2 separate regions of the Zea mays genome follow, and region 2 is linked to region 1. The links are chromatin contacts, called in public Hi-C maps. All regions are on one chromosome and are shown on one strand. Each heading gives the region's core, a stretch centred on a gene start, on an enhancer-like site or on the middle of the called end of the contact. The rest is flanking DNA. Distances are from core to core; before and after follow the strand shown.

What was found. A called contact is a pair of places that touch in the nucleus more often than the background predicts.
Region 2: a contact with region 1 is called in a Hi-C map of tassel, with 5 times the contacts expected there. The contact joins the promoter of LOC100284253 here to the promoter of LOC103626820 in region 1. A contact is called at or near these places in 2 of 25 Hi-C or Micro-C datasets (ear and tassel).

The regions. Positions count from the first base shown.
Region 1 is chr5:119,265,985-119,272,615 of Zm-B73-REFERENCE-NAM-5.0, reverse strand. It overlaps LOC103626820 (C2 and GRAM domain-containing protein), which reads right to left and starts at 2,410. Exons shown (of 10, transcript XM_008647169.3): 1 at 1,822-2,410; 2 at 1-1,000. The coding sequence starts at 2,233.
Region 2 is chr5:119,971,811-119,978,441 of Zm-B73-REFERENCE-NAM-5.0, reverse strand. LOC100284253 (F-box domain containing protein) reads right to left here and starts at 3,189. Exons shown (of 1, transcript NM_001157148.2): 1 at 1,583-3,189. The coding sequence starts at 3,081. The coding sequence ends at 1,711. It also overlaps the pseudogene LOC103628410.

The DNA.
Region 1 (6,631 bases), core at 1,161-3,660:
GCTCCATTCTCTATCATTCCTTTCAGCATCGTACTCTGAACAAAGTTCAGACGCCAACTTACAGTAATTTGTGTGGTCTGTTCTAATGGCAACTGGGAACCAGATATTATACGGTACAATATCTCCACCTTGAAACAATTACCACAGGGAACATCAGGAGTGCTAACACTAGACAAAACTGCAAAAGAACTTCCTGTTGCCTTCAAGTATTTCTGCTCTTCAGTGGCTTTAACAGATTTAACTAATTTGCTAGCAGCTTTTGTATAAGTTATTGTTCTTTTTAAACAGTTCTCATTATTGTCATGCTTCCAGGGCTCAATGTTGAATCCACTTGTTCCTTGAAGTTCAGAAACTTCTGGCCAGAAATCTGAAGTTCCAGAAAACAGCAAAGAATTTAGTTCAGCTGGTGCAATAATGTAAGATTGGTCCATTAGTACACCACCAGGCAAGTTTCCTGGCAGTTCACAAGCTTGGTCTTTGGACTCCATATTTTTCAGCAGTTCATCAAGGCTGACCTCAGGCAGTGTGCAACCCTCTTCATTTTCACGACATTCAGAATTCATTTGTGTGCTTCGAAACTGGTCTAGGGACACAGGATCTGATGCTACAGAATGTGTAGCATCAGCAGTTTTCCGGAAGTACCGAGACATGACCTCCACTACTGAGGATGTATCAACGATGGCACTGCCATCATCTTCTTCAGGCTCCAGAAGAATTGATTGCTCTATGCTGACACAAGATAGTGGCCCTGTGCTTCTAGGACCTCGGACCTCCGTCATGCTTTGGTTGAAGCCATCCGAACTTTTGAGGGATGTCCGATCCATGCTGGCACAGGCTGACATATCCAGACTGTTAACAGTAGCTGATAATGGTGATTCATTAGTTTCGATTGACCTGTGTGAGCTGCACGATATATCATCGATAAGTTGCGGTGGAGCTTGATGTGCGTCATCACAAAGGGTGGCCCTAACCGATAAGTATACTCTCAGGCAAATTTCGCCTGCAAGGAAATATGATTGAACAGTGAATAATGCTAGCTTCAGTCGTCACAGCATTTTGCTCTGCAGAAATTTGAAAGGGTCTTCCCAACAGTAAAGCATTCAACAGTGTTATTAAAACTACGTTTAAACGATGTTTTTAAACGTCAAAACTCTAATTAGAGGTTGAAACCACGTTTTAGCGTTTTGGCGTTCTAAACTGTAAAACGCAGTGTTTTATGCATTTTAGACCATTAGCTACTTTTGGGTCCAGTCTATTAGTTACTTTTGAGGTTCAATCCAGCTCATGGGTGAAGTTTTGGTAAGCCACTAACCTCTCTATTTTGGTATTTAACTTCATATTATTGTCTGAAATTACGATGTATTGGTATTTTTCCTGTGTTGTTTAAAACTACGTTTAAACTTTGTTTAAATGTTTAAAAGTCAAAATTTCACCCATAAGCATTCCAACGTTTTACCGTTTTAATAACCTTGGCATTCAACCGAATGGGGATACAACAAACAGCTGCAGGTTGGGGACAAAGACTTGTGATATGGAAAATCTCTCGACTAAGGAAGAATTGGCGCATGACTATAGGAAGTAGAAAAAAATCTTGGCTATAAACAACAGAATCAAAGTCAAGGCCCTATGATTTTTATTTCCCTGAACAGGTACCACACTAGCACGCCTATCATGAGGTGTAATCCATGTGTAGAGCAAGCATCCATTCTCCTACCCACAACTCCTTGGTGTCTGTTTCGACTGCTTTGAATCATATCACACAGATCAAGCATTGATTTCCATGGCATGCAAGAGGAAAGATCGGATGCAAGTAGGGTGTACCGCGCCTTTTCTTCCTGAACTTGACGCCGCTCCTGGGCTGGAGCTGGTACCACCTGGTACCGAGCGAAAGGTCGTCCGTCTCCATGATCGCGGTGAGGGGCACCCGCACCCGCCCTAGGAACTCGGCGCCCAAGAAGCGGTCCTCGTTGAGCACACACACGACGAGGTCCTCGGCGACGTCGCCGACGAGGAACCCGAACTCCTCGTCCCACACGGGGCTGAGGCTCCGCTTCACCACCGTGGTCTCCCGCGGGCGGCGCCGCCCCAACTGCAGTCGCACGTAGGGGTCGCTGGAGCCGTTGAGGTAGATGGCTGGCAGGCCCCGCGCCTCGATCACGTGCACGCGCAGCAGCATCGGCGCGTCGTGGCGGCCGGGCTCCGGGGGACCCGGCGGGCCCGAAGTCCTCGCCATCCGCGGCCTCGGTGAACGACGGCTGCGAAGGTGCGACGAGAGGGACAGAGATCGAGCAATGGCCAATGGAGGGTTCGCGACCCTCCCTGGAATTGGAAATTGGGGGATTGCCCGCGGCCGTTTGAATTCGGTACGTGTTTACCCCGTGGCGCATTTCTCACCTCATGATTCGTGCTTGTGGGAAGAGGCATTTCGCGGGCCGTTGGATTCGCGGGGAGGGTATGGTTCTAGCCTAACACGTGTGGCCTGTTCCGATATGCTCGGGACGCCTCAGGTTTACATAAATAAACTGAAATAGATGAGATTAATCGAGGCAGCAACTTCTCCTCAGGTAAATAAACAGTAATTCATGAGCTGTGCTCCGATTTTCCCACAGTAGCTGCAGTGCATTGATCAGTATCAGTGGCGAATCTAGAATTTAAGAATTTAAAGTTAGAAAAATCAGTCAACTTTTTTGCATCACATATATCAATGGCTAATTTACAAAAGATAAGTATAAAACTTTAATAGGCTTATAAATGCCTTCAAAATTCATAAATAAAAAATTATCTCTAAAGAAACTTATACGGTATACATATTTAAGATTAACATTTTGAATCATGTGTTGGATTAATGTGGGTCTGTCCCAAATTAATATTCAATAATAATCAATGCTACAGGCTCATTTTAATGCTACAGTGTACTAATAATTTAGTATCATACCGAAAGTTTAAGGTACAAATCAATCAACTTAAATATGTGTATCATTGGTGTATTTATTGAGAAGTTGAGAAAATGTTGAAGGACTGTCGCGCGCGCGCCGCCGGGTTAGGCCGGGCAGTGGCAGATCGGACTTTGGTCCGAATATTCCTTCCTAACAGTTGTGCATTTTGCCTGGAGTGATGACCGTCCATTACTGTCGTCTGTTACTGGCCGTTTCCTGTGTTATGGCTAGTAACGGACGAGCTGTAATGGTCGTCGACTAGTAACGGATGTCTCCAATAGCGTTAGTTTCTAGCTGGCTGTAACGATAGCTCTGATGGCGACTGTTACTGTCTGTTCGCCTCCCTCTGCGCGTGTACAAATACGGAGCAGGTGAGGCTGCTTTTGGTTACACGAGAACAGATTCTCAGACGAGTTGCACACCGTCTATTCCTGTCCCACCTTCTGCGAACACAGAGTAAGTGGGAGAACAGGACTCCGAAATCGTCGTCTGCAGAGCTACACTTGCACGGGTGTGCGGGCTATCAGGTTTTTGGGGAGCGTACTCACGACTGCTCGCTTCGTCCGCTCGACCAGCGCTGATCATGTTCCTCATCGCCGACGCCGTTCGAGGGACTGCACTGCGTACATCTGTCTGCATCGACTGCGTACGACTACATCGAACATACACACAAGATGTCTCGTGTGAATGGAACCACTGATGCCTTGAGCATCGGTCTCTCCACAGGGTACATTCTTCTTAGTAATTGTGCATGTTTAACTGTTGTTTACTGCTTATGTGAGTATTCATACTCACATGCACATACATGTCGGCACATACATCACACTAGTTTTCTAAATTAAATTAAATTAAAACTGAAAATGCATAATTCTCTAACAATCCAAAAACCTGATATTAGACAATTTTTTGTTAGTGGTTTTGTTGTTGCGTTAAAACCAAGTGAACTTTTTGATGGGATATTTTACAAAAGATGGTTGTGAACGATACCGCCCAATTTATAAGAGCACAAGTACCAAAAACATCTGCTTCCACAGTTGTTTGCATACTTGAGCCCATATAAATCCGGTAGATCGCCGAGCATCCCGAAGGACTTCATTAAATCAACTCACAACTCAGATCGTAGATCAAGTAAATTCACAATCACATACCGGAGTTTTTGGTAGCGGAAATAATATTACAATAAGTTTACAAATAAGGAATGAGAGTCAGTACAAAACTTAGTTTGAAAGAATATAGCTTTGTACACTATAAATGTAACCAGAGTTTTGAAATACAAGCTAGCTCAGTGACATTTCCTCCAGAAACAACAGAGATGAGGATTGCATAGAAGGCTGAGCCCATCGGCACTTACTCACCATCATCAGCAGGCCTAGATCTTCACCTGCAACATGGTGGGATAAACCCTAAGTACTCGAATGTACTCAGTTAGACTTACCCGTCCAAAACCAGGAAATAAGAAAGTAAAAGGCACCAAGGATCATGCAAGGCTTTATCTGGAGCTGGCTTTTTCTTTTGGAAGAGTACATGAATTAATGTAGTTATTATCATCTTAAGGGGCATCATAATGATTAATCATCTTTTAGCATTTCAGCATTATTACCTATCCTGCTGCACATGTAGGTTAACACCTGATTAGCTAGTGACATTTGCCAATTTGCTATGTCTAGTATAGCTTTAGTGATTACTCAAATTCAGCAAGTATATCATTAATAGACAAGCAAGAGTAACCCAACCCTTGATTATAATTAATCATGTCATCGTCATTAATCAATATCAATATAACCATTCTCATGGTTCTCTAGGTGTGGTTCTTACTACGATGAGATAGCTCAAGTCAAGTGCTCACTATCCAAGAGCGATGACGATTCGAATCGATTACTAACCAGCTGGCGGGGTATTCCTAACACAAACCATACCCACAATACTTCGTGGGATACGGTCACCACCATACTCATTCCAGTAGCAGCCTCGCTGCACATCGCGGATTCCATAGGGGCCAGCATACCTAGGGACCGCCCGACTACCAGTGGGTTAGGGCGTACCATCCAGCATGGGTCATCTCGTCGTGTCCCCGTCACTCCTCAACCACACCAGTAGGTGCACTGCAACGTCAAATCTGGCTGGAATAGTATTCTGGCTTCACGGTCGGAATGAGTTATCTAGCCAGCTAAGTGTATAAGCATAAGTTCAACATGACTCGAGGGACCACAACGGTACGGTCCTTAATCGACACATACGGGTATAAGTAGACACCAAGACCTCCATGCCTTGTGTTTCCTTATCTTCATCCCGTCCGGTCTCATATTAACTTCATATTATCCATTGATATTTCCCGATGACTTTACCCAGTCAAGCATAAGGTAAGCACAAGTACCTTGTAGGTGACAGGAAATCACCTGACTTCTAACGTCTAAGCGGGTCTAAGCATTTAAGCGTACTTAAATTACCCAGGTGACAAGGATATGGATAACAAGAGAATTAAGGGTAAATGCAGCAATTGTTTCCAAACAACTCCTACAACCTAATGCAACAATCATAGGCAGGTAGGTGAATAAAATAATTATTGCAAACCATGGGACATAGATGTCGGGGCTTGCCTGGAATCAAACACTACATTAGTGTTCTGTTAGACGACGTCCGCTCGATGAACGTCTCCTTGATCAGTCCATCGTCTTTGGGTTTGTCTCCAACATCACGTCCTTCACATCCACGTGTTCCACGTCTAGCGTACCTATTGAGATGCATGATGCATATACATAAATAAAAGTGACACAAGACCATATGGTGCCACGTGACAATGAAGTAAGCACTTAAACAGCAACACATCACAAATCTCATACACAAGCGCTAGCTAGTTCTATAACATAGGGCGTGCGAATCTAATATTATTTAAGACATGGGGTACAGACTTATACTTAGTTCGTGTACAACATAACACAAGAAATGGCAAGCACATTAATCATGGACACATGCTAACTTAAGTATAATAACTGCAAGTGTTCGTCAATTAAGAACTAACTAAGTCTATTTAGCCAATCGAAGTAAGTCTAAGCGATTAACTACACAGTTTCATTTTCTGGACAGCAGCACAACACGTGCTTGTTTTGGCCATAACTAGAGATTTAAACATCCAAAATATGCGATTCAAGACTTTCTAGAAAGATAATAAAATGATCTACAAAACATCTATAGTCATCTCGTGCTGGTTCGATACTTAACAAAGTCAAACAATACAAAGAAGGTGCAGCTGTCCAGATTTGGATAGATTCAGTCCTCCTACTTCAAACAGCTCTAACTGAAGATTTAGACCACCAAAAATAGTGATCCATAACTTTCTTGAAAGCTTATGAAATATACTATAACTGTCTTATAATTACTAAGAGCTGATTCTATATTTTATTGGGTCGAATCGTGCAATCTTTAAAATCTGGACAGAACCTGAACAGATTCTGATATTGCACTTGCGAGACGCATAACTCCTAAACTATCAGACTTATGGCTGTCAAATTTTAACACAAGCAAGATAATAAAGTTATCTACAACTTTTCTATATGACTTCTCTACAGAAAACATAATTTAGTTCATCAAACAAATGGCACGGCAAAAATAGTACATGCAGCCCAAAACAACAACTATCAAAATTTAGCTCCTATTTAGCTTCTAAAATGACCATGTTCTTGAGACTTGAAATACTT
Region 2 (6,631 bases), core at 1,940-4,439, 710 kb before region 1:
TAAGAAGAAGATTGACTTGCTTGGGATTTAAACCTATCTAATCCCACTCGATCCATATGGATTGCGAGCTTACCGAAAATCGCTAAGTTGAAAGTTTAAAACTTTTTATTACTTTATCAAAGTGATACAACTATAATGTTTTTTATGGTAGTCAGAACAAGCTTGATCGTGGCCTATTCCACATGTACACGTTTGATCCTGCCACAATGAATTTCAGAAGCGTGGAGCTTGTGTTCTCAAGTAGGTTTGAGATGTCAGGCCCCTGCAATGGCTTGCTGTGTGCCTATGATATATATGGCGATGCTGAGGTCTTGAATCCCACAACAAGGAAGCATTTGAGGCTGCCAGATTCAATACTCAAGTCACGGTCTCTTTACTCTGAATATTTTGTTGGATTTGTGCACTCCACAAATCAGTACAAGGTGGTCAATGTCTCTCACCGTGTGTTCTTGACATATGCAATATGCACTATTGGTGCAGGTGCACTGTCATGGAGGATACTACATGAATCTGCAGAGCTCCTAAAGGCAACGGAGGCAGTAATTTTTAATGATGGCATGTATTGGTTACTTCTCAATGAGGCTTCCTCCTATTTTTCTCGAGAAATCCTGACAACATGTCAGATGAAAGGTTCTAAAAAATTGCCATCCCAGATTCTGTAAAAGACCAGAATTTGGAACTATTTGAGGGGGAAGGAAAGCTTTATTTGCTGTCATTGCATTCTGATGGATCCAACAATATAGTGTCAGGTATTTGGGTAGCAGACTTGACTCATCAGAGCTGGATCCACTTGCAGACTATATGGTAACCGTTCTTGTCTGGCAGAACCATCCTCAGCGGACCCTAGGCCATCTTTCTGTGGTGCAGGATCATCCTCTATTCCTCTGCAAGCCATGGGCGATCTTCTGGTCTCACTGGATGGTCCTCAGCTGATCTTGAGCAATCCTTTAAAACATAGAGCAAGCTAGGAGCATCTGGCATGTTGATCTATGGATTATCCTCTAGACTGTACAGCAGTTGGTTCCTTTTGCCCAATACAAGCTGCCATCTTTTGTGTAGAAGGTGGAATGCTGTATTTGCTCATCTCTATGGTTCCATTGAAAGCAACCATGGCAATGTTACAGAGTGCAGGAGAAAATCAAGAAACATCAAGATCATGTGACGCGGCTATGACTGTATATGCGTTGAAAAATGTTGAGGTTGTTGTTTGCTTTGTAGTTTATACTAAAAACTCGCTGGGGAGGGAAAGACCGTCCTCCCGGTATTCCGTATAAGAAGATCCCGGTATTCCATATAAGAAGAGACCGAAACAATGGTTCTGGCCGAGAAAATCTTCGAACCCTAGCCCCCTATCACTAACCGGGCGGCGTCAACTGTCCACTCGGTAACAGTCTAACCAGAGGGTGGTGCACAGGACATCGCAACCCGAGAGCGGATGGGGTACAACAAAGGGATTTTTTTTAACCAATCCTGAAAATTAGCTCCCGATAGGAATCGAACCCATGACTTAGAGGTGCTACTCGAAAGTTATTAATCGCTAGTCTAGAGACCCTTTCGCGTTTGCTTTGTACAAACTCTATCTGTATGTATGTATGCGTTGCATTTGTAAACAAACTGGACGAGTACAAGTGTTGCTTATACATGTTACATACAGACGGACGGCTCTGAAGCTGTAACATAATTCATTTTGTCTCAGTAACATCAAGCTTCTCACACAGTGGGCAAGGACAGCGACGGCGGGAAGCCGAAGTATGGCCAGCAGCACTCGCCGGCAGCACTGCCGGCGCACCGTGCTCGGCAGATCTTTTGGAGCTGGAAACTCTTGACGTCGATCTTGAATAGCTCGGCGTCCCTGATGCGGTGGCTTCCCATGAATACCGACTTCTTCTCGCCGACTTCAATGATGAGGCCAACGTTGAGGCACCCGTTGGCCGTGCCCCGGAGGCAGAAAGACCGGTGGTCTGACGGCCACGGCAGCTGGATCGTCTTCTCCAGCTGCCACCGCTTCGTGTCGCCGGCGGCTTCCTTGTCGTGCACGATCGTATAGTAGTGTAGATTGGCTTTGCCGTCGGGGTGGTGGAAACCGTGCGCGAATACGCCAAGCTTCCCGTCCGGGGCCTCCACGACTGCGACGTGCTCCTCCCAGTAGCCGGCCGGCGACGGGATCATCGCGAGGGAGAGCTCCATGGTGCGCCCGTCGAGCACGAGCCAGCGGCTGGTGAGGCAGTCCACCCAGTAGAAGCAGCCGTGCGCGTAGTGGCGGCGGTTCCAGACGGTGCTGATGGGGGCCATGGGGCAGCTGAACGGGGAGCGGTGCCTGCGCCAGATGAAGCAGTTCGGCGACTCGAGCGCACGCCATCGTCCGTCGCGCGACGAGAAGGCGAAGGCCACCATCTTCCTCGGGGAGCGGGCCGTCCAGAACACGGTGAGAGGTGGGTCCGCGTCGACGTCGTCCGCGCCGCAGGTCTCGGCGGGCGCGAGGAAGGGCTCGCACGCGCGGCGGCCGCCGAAGACGGTGAGCACGCTGTGGACGGTGTCGGCGAGGTCCTCCGGAATGGGCGGGAGCAGGACGTAGCGTCGGGACAGCGGGTCGCAGACGGCGAGCTCGGTGAAGACGGTGCTCCCGGTTCCCGAAGGCACGCGGTCGAGGAGGAAGCGGCCGTCGCGGTAGTCCCGGACCATCCACTCGGCAGCCTCAGACCCAGCCGTGGCGGAGGGGTCCGCTGGGAGGAACCCAAACGAGAAGTCGGCCGCAGCGGCGACGGCGCTGGCGGTGGACGCCGCCGGGTGCGGGGGCTCGGTGGGGTGGAAGCCCGAGCCGTCGCCTCCACCTCTGCCGCCGTCGGGGACGAGAGGGAAGGTGAAGACCCCGAGGAGCGATCCGGGATCCCTATGCAGCGAGCGGTGGCGGCGGAGGAAGCGCGGGGAGGCGACGAGCGCGTGGAAGGCGCAGCTCGCCACCGCGGCGCGCGCCAGCGCCGAGCGCGACGGCAGGCGGAGCAGGATCTCGCCCGTGATGTCGTCGGGGATCTCGCGGGCCGGCTCCTCTCCGCCGCAGTCGCCTGCCTCGCGGCCGGCCATGGCGCACTGGATCGGCTGAGCCGAGCTTCGAGCAGGTTGGGAGCTGTGCGCTGTCACTGGGTGAAAGAGACAAAGAGAGGCGTGGCGGGCGTGAGCAGCTAGCTGGATGCGTGCGGGCCGCGCGGGCTAATAAATTTATCCAAAGTGAGCCGTGAGTTGTGGTTTGTGGCGTGGTCGGCTGCGTGGGCGAATCGCCAAAGTCGTGTCATGTGGGCCCATATACACTTATATAGAAGTTGAACATAATACAAATTTTCCTCTTGTTCAACTTAAAAAGTTTGAGATTCCATAAGACATTCAAAAGGTTAGGGTTTCTTTAGGAGGAGTAGAAAAAAATCGAGTCCTATGGGAACCGAAGGAGATTCATAATAAAGGAGCAAATCTCTATTTTGAATAGCAATAGATTTTCTTCTCACCGATCTCTTCCAATTTCCTTGTTACCAAACAAGCCTTCTAAAACATCCTTACTATTCAAAGAAAATTTTATCCAAGTTTATTTAGGAGTAAGGGATTAAAGGGGATCAAAGAGACTAAAATCCTTGTGTTATTTAAAATAGGAAGTGATTTTAGCATCTTCAATCTCCTTACTCCTAAACAAGACCTCAATCCCCTCCGAACCCTCTTCTTCGGTCCCCTCAAGCCCCTTCTCTCAAACAAGCTCTTGAACAATTATAGATATTATTGGTCTATTTTTTTATTATAAAAGTTTATAACTATATACAAGACATTAAAAAATAAATAGGTGTATATGCCAATGGTTCGATTTTTTTCTCAACATTATTTCATCATCCTTCTAGCCTTTCCGTTTCAAAATTCTATCCTGTAGACCCGACCAGTAAAGAAGTCTAGAATACACTTATTCATCCTCTACATCTAGTGCTCAAAGTTAGGATGTTCCTTGCTCAAAGTTAGGACGTTCCTCGCCGTCATAACTTGTGTCCATCCTATTTTGGACTAAATTACGTCATAACTTGGGTCCATCCTATTTTGGACTAAATTATTTCAAGCCGGGACAGTACATATTAATTTCGTGCCATGTCGTATTGACCCAAATATAAAAAATTTATATATGGGATGCTCAAATGCACGGTGAGCCCATCATCGTGCTGTGGTGGCCTAAGCACAACACAGAAAAAATTATATATTACATATTCAAATTATTTATATGTTTGATGTAGATCCAATGATATGAAAGAATTAGTAGTAGCTAGATGAATGATGAATTGGTTTGCTTCTTGATGCTTCCTCGTGGATAATACAATACCCTACAATACTCCTAAGTGAAAGCTACACCAGTCTCCATATGCTTGCGGAGTAAAATTTGTTAAGCTAAGAGCCACCCACAATGAAGGAATGGTAAACTAGAATAACTCAACATACTCATTACCATTTCTATTAGTGTCCAATTTCTTTTTTCCGCTATTGAAAGGAAAATGGGCAATTAATTCATTTCTACTTTTTTGTGATTGAATGACCAACAAAACATCTTGGACTAATTTGTTTATTATGGCCTATTTGGGAGCAAAGTATTTTTGCAGTTTTTATACAATACCATGGTTTTGGGTAATACTGTAGTATTTTATGCCTAACGTGTTTGGTTGCAATTCTGAAAACTATGTTGTATCCAAACAATGTTTCTCAAAACCATGGTATTTTTGGAGCTACCAAAACTACGTTATTGCCATGACAATTGCAAAGTATAGTATTGTAAGTTCATGGTTTTGAGAAACATGGTTGCCAAATAGGCCCTTAAGTGTATGAGCATAAGTTCAGTCGAGCGTAATTTGAAGATTATAAGTCCAAATGAGCTTAAACGAGGACAAGAAGTGCAACTTTGTGAAAAATGATAAAACTAGGAGGTTTGTACCTTTAAATATGTTATACACACCTATTAAAATGTTTCTAGCGCACTTTGGTTTGATCTCTAACTCATTTTCTTGAGGAAGGTGCTTTTGGACTTAGTTTGAGCCAAAATAGAAAATTCTGATGAAAAGACAAGGAACATGTGAGTTCTCTTGACTTAGTTCAATTAATTATACTCTAACAATGTTTGTCTAAGTCACAGGGAAGCCTCCAAGATCAGTCAAAACGACATGCTCAAAACAGCCAAATATGGGATGATCTAGGACTCTAGATGGTCCGGTGGTCCACCCGATCGAGTTACAAGAGAGCCCCTCCAGAAGTCCTCAAGGCTTGGGGCATCAGACCTAGGGTTCGGTGCACCAGACCCCGCCTCCATACAAACTGCTTATTTCAGAATTTTATTTATAAAATTCATCGGACCACTAGTGCGCGCGGTCCGGTGGTGCACTGAACCTTGTAGTAACGGCTACTTCGGGTGCACAACGACCACTTCAACAGAATACATGACGGTCCGATGGTGAACCAGACCGATCCAGTGCTAGCCTGTTTTGGAAGTCTCTAGTCAAGATCCTGGAGGACCCGTCCCTGTTCCTGGTCCGGCGGTGCACAAGACCGGTCAAGTGCGCCATTGCGTAGAGTAGTTTTTGGAGGCAAGTTCAACGACTATGTGGAAGATTGGGGCTATAAATAGACCCACATTTCAACCTCCACTATAAACCAAGCATACCAAGAGCAAGTACTTCACTCATACGTATTTATGAGACATACTGAAGCGATCCGAGCACTCATTCTAGTGAGACAGTGCTATACTATAGTTGTGCGTTCGTGTTGTGGCTTTGTGGTGTTGTTCTTTTGCTCTTATGTGGGTTCTTATTCTCCCTCTTGCTATTCTAGAGTTGTAACTCTCATCAAACTGTGTACGGCTACAAGAGACTCCAAGTTGTGGAGATCCTTGCGATGGGAAAAGTATATGGAAGGCCATGGGCTCAAGTTGATCATTGGATAACTTGAGAGGGGTCCAGGGCAACCCTCATCCGTTGGGACACCACAACATAGAGTAGGCAAACATTTGAGGCTTGACCGAACCACAGAATAAATCGCCTTATCTCTTGTGATTGAATTTTTTTGCGATTTGCTCTTCCTCTCTATTCTCTAGTTCTTGACTTGTAATATTGTTCAAGTTAATTCCACAACCTTTTGAGAGCTATCAAGTGCAAGAACATGTCCTCTATCTCACTCTAACTTGATCTCTTTTTGCTCTAACACTCATTTTGGATCAAGTTTTTGTCTAAAGTTGTGATTTTTAGGCATCAACTATTCACCCTCTCTAGGTGACTATCAATTGGTATCGGAGCCCAACACTTCTTGTTGAGCCTAACCGCTCAAAGTGATGTGGGGACAAGATCCTAAAAGGAAGGGGAAGGTGGTTGACAACCACACCGAGAAGGGCAAGACACCTTTGTCGGACAAGACAAAAGATGAGAAGCTTGTCGACTCAAAGAAGGATGGCAAGAAGAAGTGAATCAAGAAGATCATCTACTATGAGACAGACTCTTTTACATCGCCATCCTCTTCAACCAGCGAATAATCTTCCTCCAAACGTCATGACGAAAACCAGTTAAATCTAAAGTCAATCGTACTCCATTTAATTACTCTCAAATTTCTCACAATTCCAATGCCTAATTGC